2 separate regions of the Drosophila melanogaster genome follow, and region 1 is linked to region 2. Evidence: chromatin contacts called from public Hi-C data. All regions are on one chromosome and are shown on one strand. Each heading gives the region's core, a stretch centred on a gene start, on an enhancer-like site or on the middle of the called end of the contact. The rest is flanking DNA. Distances are from core to core; before and after follow the strand shown. Region 1 holds the start of CG32639. Region 2 holds the start of Agpat1 (1-Acylglycerol-3-phosphate O-acyltransferase 1).

Region 1 (4,592 bases), core at 589-3,088, 470 kb after region 2:
GTTGCTGCCCATTTAAGTACAGTGGACACCAGAGAAATCAACACGCCGAAGGACTTAATTAAAAATAAAGAAACTATTATCACATATAAATTACAATCATTTCGAATTCGGACGTCTTCTTTAGCCAGTGCTTACTTTAGTTAAGGCTGTACTCAATATTCGATTAGTGTTACAAAACATTTGATAAGATAAGATTTGATAAAAAATCTAATGACGATCATCCATTACATAAGTCGATACTGTACTCCAACTGCCTACAAAAAAAGTGTTGTTGTTTTCGCTGATTCTCTGTAGATGCGGGCTGTAAGTCGTATAAATTTTAATTATGTCGCCATAAACTAAACTGAAAACGACACACCCCTCCGCCCTCCTAAAAAAAAACAAATAAAAACAAAAACAATTCTGCGTGCTTGGCGTTTAATGCTTTTATTTTCTTGTTTTTATTTTTATTTTTTTGTTTCCGTCTTTGTCAGTTTTTCGCTGGCTGTAGTTAAATTGTTTTTTTTTTCTTTTTTTTTTTGGTGCTTTGCTTTTTGGTGGTGTGCGCATAAAATTTGCATAAATTACACGCGTCGACACTGACAAGTAAATTTACTTTGAAGGCAGACAACCCCCCTTCTGGGAACCCCCACCCCCCTCCCCCCCCTTGGAACGAAAAGCAGTCGCCGCCACTGTTATTGCTTTATTTTTGTCACATTCAGCGACAGTTAGTCGAGTGCTGTTTTAGGCCATTATGTTAATGAGTTTTAATTGAAGAGTCCGCAATATGAGCATATTATTTATGGCGACTTTTATTATTATTTTTATTTTTTTTTTTTTTGCTCTCTGAAAAATTTCCATTTCATTTTCGGCCTTATGTGGGCGCCTGCAGGGGGGTTTTTTTGGGGGGGTGGGCTTTGGATGGGATGGCTGAGTTTGCAAGACTTTTATGTGATCAGCAACTTGTTGTCTGGGTTTTAAATTACCATATTGAACGGCATATGCATGTTATGTTAATTTTAAGTCGCACTTAATTAAATGGATTATATGTGGGTGGAAATCACATTTAATTTTCTGGCCTTGAGAGGCAATTACATTCAAGCCACTGGGACCAATTTCCCCAAGGACCCCTATTGTGTAATATTGAAGGTTTTAAGTTTTAAGATTTCGCAGTTAATTATCGTGGGACTAGCTAATTATAAGACTTTGCATATAATTAATGATGAATGTTTTGTATTATAAATGAACTTTTGTTACTCCAAAGCAAATATTACAAATTCCTTAGTTTGGAATCAAAAGGAATAATTCAAAATTTGTATAGCCATTGAGATAACTAAGAAGCTTTTCTTATACAGCAACAATTCCTTTGAACAATATTAATGGTAATGCTAGTGAAAATAATTGGCGAATGCCCTTCGCAACTTGCCAAAAACGCCAAGTCCACCGGCCGTACTTCGCTCCCTTGATGGCTTGGGATTAAGGGATGGATCATCCTCCATACGACCCACATGCCAGTGGATCTGCACGTTGCACACCACCAGACGCTTGGCCATTAGAACGCCCAGCTGCAGATGCTCCGCGGTTGCGAATCTCAGCTCTAGACCATTCTTCCTTTTGCGATGCGCGTTCATCGAACAGAAGCGTGAGAAAATGGCCAGCAATTCATCATCGGTGCCGGATGGAAATCCGTGCAAGCTCAGCCACTCGTTGCTGGTCAGATCATCCGAGGAACCACCGGTTCTGGCCTGCTCCACATCCGGTTCCGGTCCCTCATCGCTATCACTTTCAGTTTGGCTCTGAGAACTGTACTCAGTCATGATTCGATTGGGTATACTTAACTCAAAGGAGCGACGGACTTCTCTATGATAACTGAGTTGTTTCAAAACATATTCACATTTTTAGCCCAGCAAAAAAAAATATAGGTTTCTATGATATATTTTGTTACCTCTTATCGTAAATGCGCCGTGAACGTTGGCAGCTGTTCAAACAAAAAACAAAAAACTTAACTTCAAACAAATAAGATCCACTGGCAGATATGTATGTTTTACTCAGATATTTTTCTCGATAATGTGCCACAAGAGCGATACGTATAATTTATATATTTTTTGCATTTATAGTTATATTACATTTATGCAGTATTATTAATAAATACCAGAGTAAATCGAATTTGGAACGAGGCTAGGGCAACATATGTTGTATAGAAAGAGACAGTAAATTCCATCCCAGATACTTGTGACTATCCTCCCCTTGCTTTCTATATTGTAAGTGGGTCAAACATTTGGGCCATGCGGCATGAACATTTTTGTATTACCCGATAGCCACTATCAGTGGATGAAATACGAACGAATACATAATTCCAATGGATTTGGTGTAATCATTATTGTTATGTACATCGCGATTGAACTCTAATCCGTATCGCCTCATTTTATGAACGGAATACTTAAGAGTTTTTGTTTATTTTCGAGGGCTCTTCGTTTATTATTGCTGCGATCATTGGGAATTCATCGCATCCGGAGGAGGCAATCAATTTTGAATTCACTACGATTTGGTTTGGTTTTTCAGTTCGTTTACAAAACAAGTAAATTGATTCAGAAACTTTGGTGGATTTTCGTGTATTATAAATACAATCAACGAACTTCTATTAAGAACGTTTTGCAACTTGGGCTGACAAAAAAGTTGCATTCATAGCCAGCCGGAAGAATTTTTTTTATTCAGAGCTCTGAAAAAAAATAAAACGCTATAAAAATGTCAGCGTGGGTCTTGCATTCGAACTGTGATAAGCTTTGAATCCGAAATCAAAGCGAATTCTTACAAATTCGCCAGCTTGGGAATTCAAATGCGAAATTCCGACAGCCCCACGAGCAGTCATAAAAATTTGCAAGTTCATTAGGTCCGTTGACTTTTATGGGTGACTGTGCGATATACGCCTGGCATATATGTATATCTGGGAATCGCCCACAGGGATATTGAAATACTGGAATGCTCGAAAACAGCCATTTGCGCCCTCAGATATTCAAAAATATCCATTACTTTTGCACGTCCAGCTACTGTTATCTCGCTTGCTCTCCTCTCATTGCCATTCTCGCTCTCACTCTCTCACTGTCTCTCTCTCTCTCTCCCTCGCACACTGTATAAATTTGTTGGGAGCGCAAAAACTGCATTAAGTACTCAAAGGAAACCCAAGAAACGGCTGAAAATCAGCAGTAAAATATAACATTATATTGAAAAAGAGGTTTTTTTTTTTTAATTAGGTATCGAAATCAGTTATAAATTTGAACTGAAAGGTGGTATTCATAGGAAGAACTTATGTTAAAATTGAGAAATAATGTACATTATATAAAATAATTATAAACTTACATAGCAACATGTGCATTTTTCCTTAGTTTAGGAATAAAAAATCTGTTTTGTAATTAAAGATTCATTATTCTTTAAGATTTCTATGCATATAGGGTTTTTTTTTAAACCCAATATTAAAGTAAAGAACCTTTCTTAATAATCTTTTGTCACTGTTGCAGGCACGGAATCTGATCTCTTTGCATGCTCAATTAACTTCCAGAGAACTTGAGCACGGTGGTGCAGAATGGCTTGGTGGCTCAGTGGTGCAGTTTTGCAGCATTGCAGTTATGCAGTCTTATGCTGGCAAATTTATCGCTCTGCCAGAGCTGTCAGCCTGATGAGCGTCGACATGGCAGGCTAACAGCCACAACGCTGACTGCTAATCCACTGCACCACCCCCACCGCCGGGGGAACCACCCCCCTCAGCCCCCTCGGCCTCTCATCACCCCAGCCAGCAGCCAACTAAAACCACTCAAACGCAACTACAACTGCTTGACTGTCCAAGCGAATGCTTGTTCAAATGTGCTCAAATTTGAATTTCAAATGCGTTTGGCTGTTGCTGCCGTTGTTAACATTTTGCACTGAGAACAAATAAGTTCATATTTTTCCGCTAAAAATTTATTTTTCAACTTCAACTCTGCTAAATTACTTAGTTTTGGTTCTCAAGATCTTCTAAATAATTCTAAGCTATGTTTAAGTATTTCAGAAATTTTATTTTTGTAACACAAGTATTTGGCAGTGCAAATTTTTCGTGTGCAATTGCAATTGCTGTTGCAGTTGCAATTTATGTTGCAGTTGGATTTGCAGTAGTTGCTGCTGTGTGGCTGCCTCATATCATCTGCCAAGTTGTCAGCGGAAGTGTTGATGAATTTATTTGTCAAAATCGCATTAAGCGGCTGACTTAATGAAACCACCACCGCCAAAAACAGCACCACCCGCACTGGAAAAATATATGTATGTATGTATGTACATATGTACATATATCTTGAAATGTCCACGTTTCTGTCAGGTTTTTTCGTACCCTTTGTGCGTATTTTGTGTGCCTGATTGACATTTAAATGCAAACTGTCAGTCTGTTTTTGTTTTTCATTCACTGCATTGTTATTGAACTCACAATGTGATATCCGAACATTTTGTGCCTTAATTAAGCACAGCTGCAGCTAATGGGTTAAGCAGTACATACCTGAAAAAGACGAAGAAAAATGCTCAATTAATATTATTCGAATAGTAAATTGAATTGTATAGTGCTGTAAAAGGTTTTGGTAAGCAACCCAAAG
Region 2 (4,362 bases), core at 1,277-3,776:
CCTTGGTATTAGTATTGGCGTCTTGATCCGCCGACAATATCACTTGGCCATCATTGTTTTCTCCCGGACTCCCGCAAGGACTTTTCTTGTGCTTCTTGCCTTTGGTTGCACTTGCAGCTGGCTGGCAACCATTGTTGGCCACCGCAGTCTCTGATGGTTTGACAACCGCAGGGGAGTGCTCTTCACCGGCCATCGCATTGGGTGGAGCGGCATCAGCCGATGATGCCTTTGACTGATGCACCTTCCTATAGAACTCCTCCGCATGGGCAACCGTCTCGGCAATGTTATCACTGATGGGGAAGCCCACAGAGACAACCAAATGGATAATACCGCCGGCATTCTCAATGCAATCAATCGTGGTGCTCTCATCGATCTGAAGGTCCATTTGGAAAAACAGATCCTGCACCCTACACGCAAGATTCGGCAGCTTGAAGGTGACGATGTGCTGCTTTCCACTGCTGTAGATAATCAACATCCTGGCACTTCCTTTGTCCGGATCCGTGTCGGCTCGATTGATCAGCAATTGACGTGAGACTAATATAAAGTCATTATGGGCAATTCGACGTACCGCTTGGTCCTTCGAAACAGTTTCTTTGCGATCCATTTTGGAGCCGGATTCAATAGTATAACATATGTACGTTATATGGGCTGATCTGACTGAACTGAAGTTTCTCGTTTCGATTGCAAATTCTCGGGCTGCTTGATGTGCAAAGTTAACTGGATGGTTGAAGAGTCACCTAACACGGTGACTTTGATCACTATATTCCTTTCATTTTCCAATCTGTGTGTTTTATGCGATATTTGATATCTGTCTATTTTTATTGTTGGGGTAAACGGCGTCCCAAGTGCTGTATCCAAAAATCATCTGTGCGAGTTGCTATCGCCATCGGAGTTTTGCTGCTCATATCGATACATATGTATATGTTTCCAATTGGTATGGATTTTGTGGGGTGTTTTTAAAAATATGTATCGATAGTCCGCTTTGAAATTTGAATGTTGCGAATATTGAAATTAAATAATATTTGAACTGACGAAATATAGGCATTTAAGCGAATCTTAGCTAAGCTAAGTTCTTTGCTTTTCATTTACAAGTATTAGTATTCTTACATGTGGTATTTACAAAGTTATAAGTTCAGCCGTTTGTTGCAAGTTCTTTGTATGGGAATTTTTAAAAACCAAAAATTTATTCTCGTTTTAATTTCAACATTTTGCAAATACAAGTACAGACATTAATCAAATTATAGTTGTGCGTCCGTCATCGGGTCCACCTGTCCGATTTTTAGTCGTCAGCATTGAGCTCCTCTCACCACATGGATCGCTTGGCGGCGATAAGAAAATCAAATGTAAACAAAAATATTATTGTTTTTTTGTTTTTTGCCAAGAGCGTATTTATAAAAAAAAAAAAAAAACAACTGACAGACACACACACGTTTTCCTTTCCGCGGGCCAAAGGGCTCCATTTCGCAATTTGCATCGGTTGCCAAGTGCGGAAAAACGCATCTAAATCACAACGTTGTTAGCTGTCAGAAAGTTTGCCAAGTCGAATTCCTTAAATGTGAAGCAACTGGAAACTGGCTTTTGTTTTACATTTACAAATTTACTATTACTACTACTGTATATACTTTACTAAATAGTGTCATATCTGTGCTGGCTGCAGTAATATATTTTGCAAAATATATTTTTATTCGAATTGTTTTTTCTTATGCATATATTAATTATATATATTATTTAAAATATATTTAACATTTAAGCACGTGGAAAATGCATATGTAAATAATACAACAAGCCTGCTCTATTTTTAAATATCCAGCTGAGTACATCATATTTTTCGGGAAAAACTTATGCTATGTTTTCCGTTAGTTCTTTATTAAATTGAATTTTTCGTTGTAGTCATATAAACTTTTTTGTTTGCTCTAACCAAACCGTTCGCAGAGAAGATGTCATATTTAACTAACAGCTTTATTTTTTTTTTAAATACGCGGGACTTTAATATTTAATTCTCAATTAATTCTCGAAACGATGTTTTTAGTTCATGCTTTTTAGTTCCAAAGCTGAGACTCAAACCCAATGCCAGCTCCATGCAGCGCGGACGCACACACCGCTCGCTATCGATACCCAACAATTAGCCGTCTATCGATATTTGCAGACTATAATATTTTTATTTACACTTGTTGAAAAAGAAAGAACATTTATTTATTATTAAATTTAATTTTTTTGTAATTTAATATAAAACAAATATTAATATAATAAAATTAAAAAAAATAAGATATATTTTCAGATGCATAATCTTAAACTGGTATTGATAAACATAAGTTTGTCGGAAATCAATTGATCGGAAATTTTTTGGCCTCCACTACAAATTGAAAATGCATATACAATTTTAAGATTGCATGCTAATAACTGAAATTGAATAAATTTAAATTTGAAGAAATTCGTTTTCTGAGTCTTCGAATAGCGATGAAAAAAAAAAATAGACATCGATGTTTCGGAAAATCGATAAAAACATCGATGCATCGATGTTAGCTTCGATATTTCGGTACCGCTAGTTGCCACGAAAGTCGCTCGAACGCCGGTAACGGAAATTCTCAGCAAACGCAGCGCAACGTCGTTTTCGCGTCGCCGTCGACGTCGGCGTTGTGTCGTCGCCGCAGCAGCAGAAAATAAAAATAAAAGAGAAGAAAAAGAATCGAAATAACTGCATACGAAATAGATCGAAATAAAAAGTAGTCGCTTTTATTAAAATCCACAACAAACAAAAGCCGAAACGAAGAAAGTGAGCATTCATTTGTTGTTGGTGTGTCAAGCGAATTCCACACGCAGCCGCCAATTGTATTAAATTCGAATTGTTTAATTTAATTGTAAAGGTTTGTCCACAACAAAACGGAGCTGGCGAAAATTGCATTTATTTATGTTTAATTCGAGTGTTTTTGTGTGTGTGTGTGTGCTATGTGTTTTTGTGTGTCTTTAAGTTGATTTCTTTTGCTATTATCCTTGGCGTGTCTGTAGTTCTCTCTGCCACCCTCTCTTTTTGAACGCTCTCTTGGCGCAACCCCCTTTTACCGTTTTTTGCTTATTTTGTTTTGTGCCAGATGTGTTCGTAAGGGAACAACAATATTAACCCTTGATGGACCCAGTTTGCAAAATAGTAAATAATAAGTAAATTTTTTGACACAACGAAAAACTCTATAGTTCTTCCTATGCACTTGAAATACAAATGAACAGAAAACAAATTCATATTGTAAAATTGTCTTTTTATGCAAATGGAGTTAATTTTGGAGTTAATTTTGTGTTCTTATTTATTAATATAATATTTGAATTAAATTTAATGAAGAATTTTTTTTAATATCAATGGATGTCCTCGAACTAACATAACGCGCAAGTGTTAAGACTGAAAATGGAAATAGGGGCAGCGAACCGAATAAAGGAAATGGCAAACAAATAGACAATTTATTTAGCTGATTATATGCAGCATTCAAATCGGGATTCAATAGCATATCAATTGATAGTATCTCATTGATAGTATCTATTAAAACCCGTAGAAAAACACAATATGGTATGCTAAATTCCCATTCCTTCGTTTCTCCCCCGTTTTGTTTTGTTCCGTTTTTCGCCGCTGGGCGCAAATTTAAATTGATTTTTTCTCTTTCTTCTGGGCGGCTGCACATACAGCTGCGGTCAAGATATTAGCATTAGTTCAATTCTTTATCAATACCATATGCACTCTTTCACAAAACCTTATATTAGCAAATATTTCCTATTCACTTTTATTTTGGGTATGACATTTAAAAAGGGATCGTATTTTATGCAAGTTTTGCTTTTAACTTCAACTGCTTGCAATTTTTTTTTCCCCCTGAACTGTAGTATTCATCACTTGGTGCGCTTGTGACGTTGTGGTTTGTTGCACTCGCATAATTGTCATATTAATACGTGCATAAAAGAGTGAGCAATAAAAGTAGTGGAAGGAACAGGAGAAATGGCGTGCAACACAGCAATTGCCCATTTCCCCTTTCTCCCGCTTTATCAGCACTTAAAACACACTAGCCCAAAAACATAACAAAAGGACGGTGCTTGTAAAACTGTAAGAATTAGCCCTTTAACGCCAGTTCCATTGTTCTTTGTTCTGATTGCTAATAATTTGGTTTATAGTCTTCAAACTTTTACTACATTATTTATAAATATTAACAAATTTGCTCATTATTTATAAATATTAACAAATTTGCTCTTTTCAGCGCATCGATCGGAACAACAAGGATATCCACACACAAACCACACACCTAAAAGACTGTAATCTGCCTTAACCATAGGAAAGTCAGAGAAAGAAAAGCCGGAAGTCCCATACAGGATAGCAAATCGGGCGAAGAT

The links. A called contact is a pair of places that touch in the nucleus more often than the background predicts.
Region 1: a Hi-C map of the Kc167 cell line shows a contact between it and region 2, with 1.6 times the contacts expected there. The contact joins the promoter of CG32639 here to the promoter of Agpat1 in region 2. A contact is called at or near these places in 2 of 107 Hi-C or Micro-C datasets (the Kc167 cell line and the S2 cell line).

The regions. Positions count from the first base shown.
Region 1 is chrX:13,234,728-13,239,319 of dm6, forward strand. CG32639 reads right to left here and starts at 1,839. Exons shown (of 1, transcript NM_167355.2): 1 at 1,198-1,839. The coding sequence starts at 1,796. The coding sequence ends at 1,368. It overlaps mew (multiple edematous wings), which reads right to left. Exons shown (of 9, transcript NM_167354.2): 2 at 4,430-4,498.
Region 2 is chrX:12,762,740-12,767,101 of dm6, forward strand. Agpat1 (1-Acylglycerol-3-phosphate O-acyltransferase 1) reads left to right here and starts at 2,527. Exons shown (of 4, transcript NM_167337.2): 1 at 2,527-2,864; 2 at 4,230-4,362. It overlaps pira (pirate), which reads right to left and starts at 872. Exons shown (of 1, transcript NM_001298238.1): 1 at 1-872. The coding sequence starts at 604.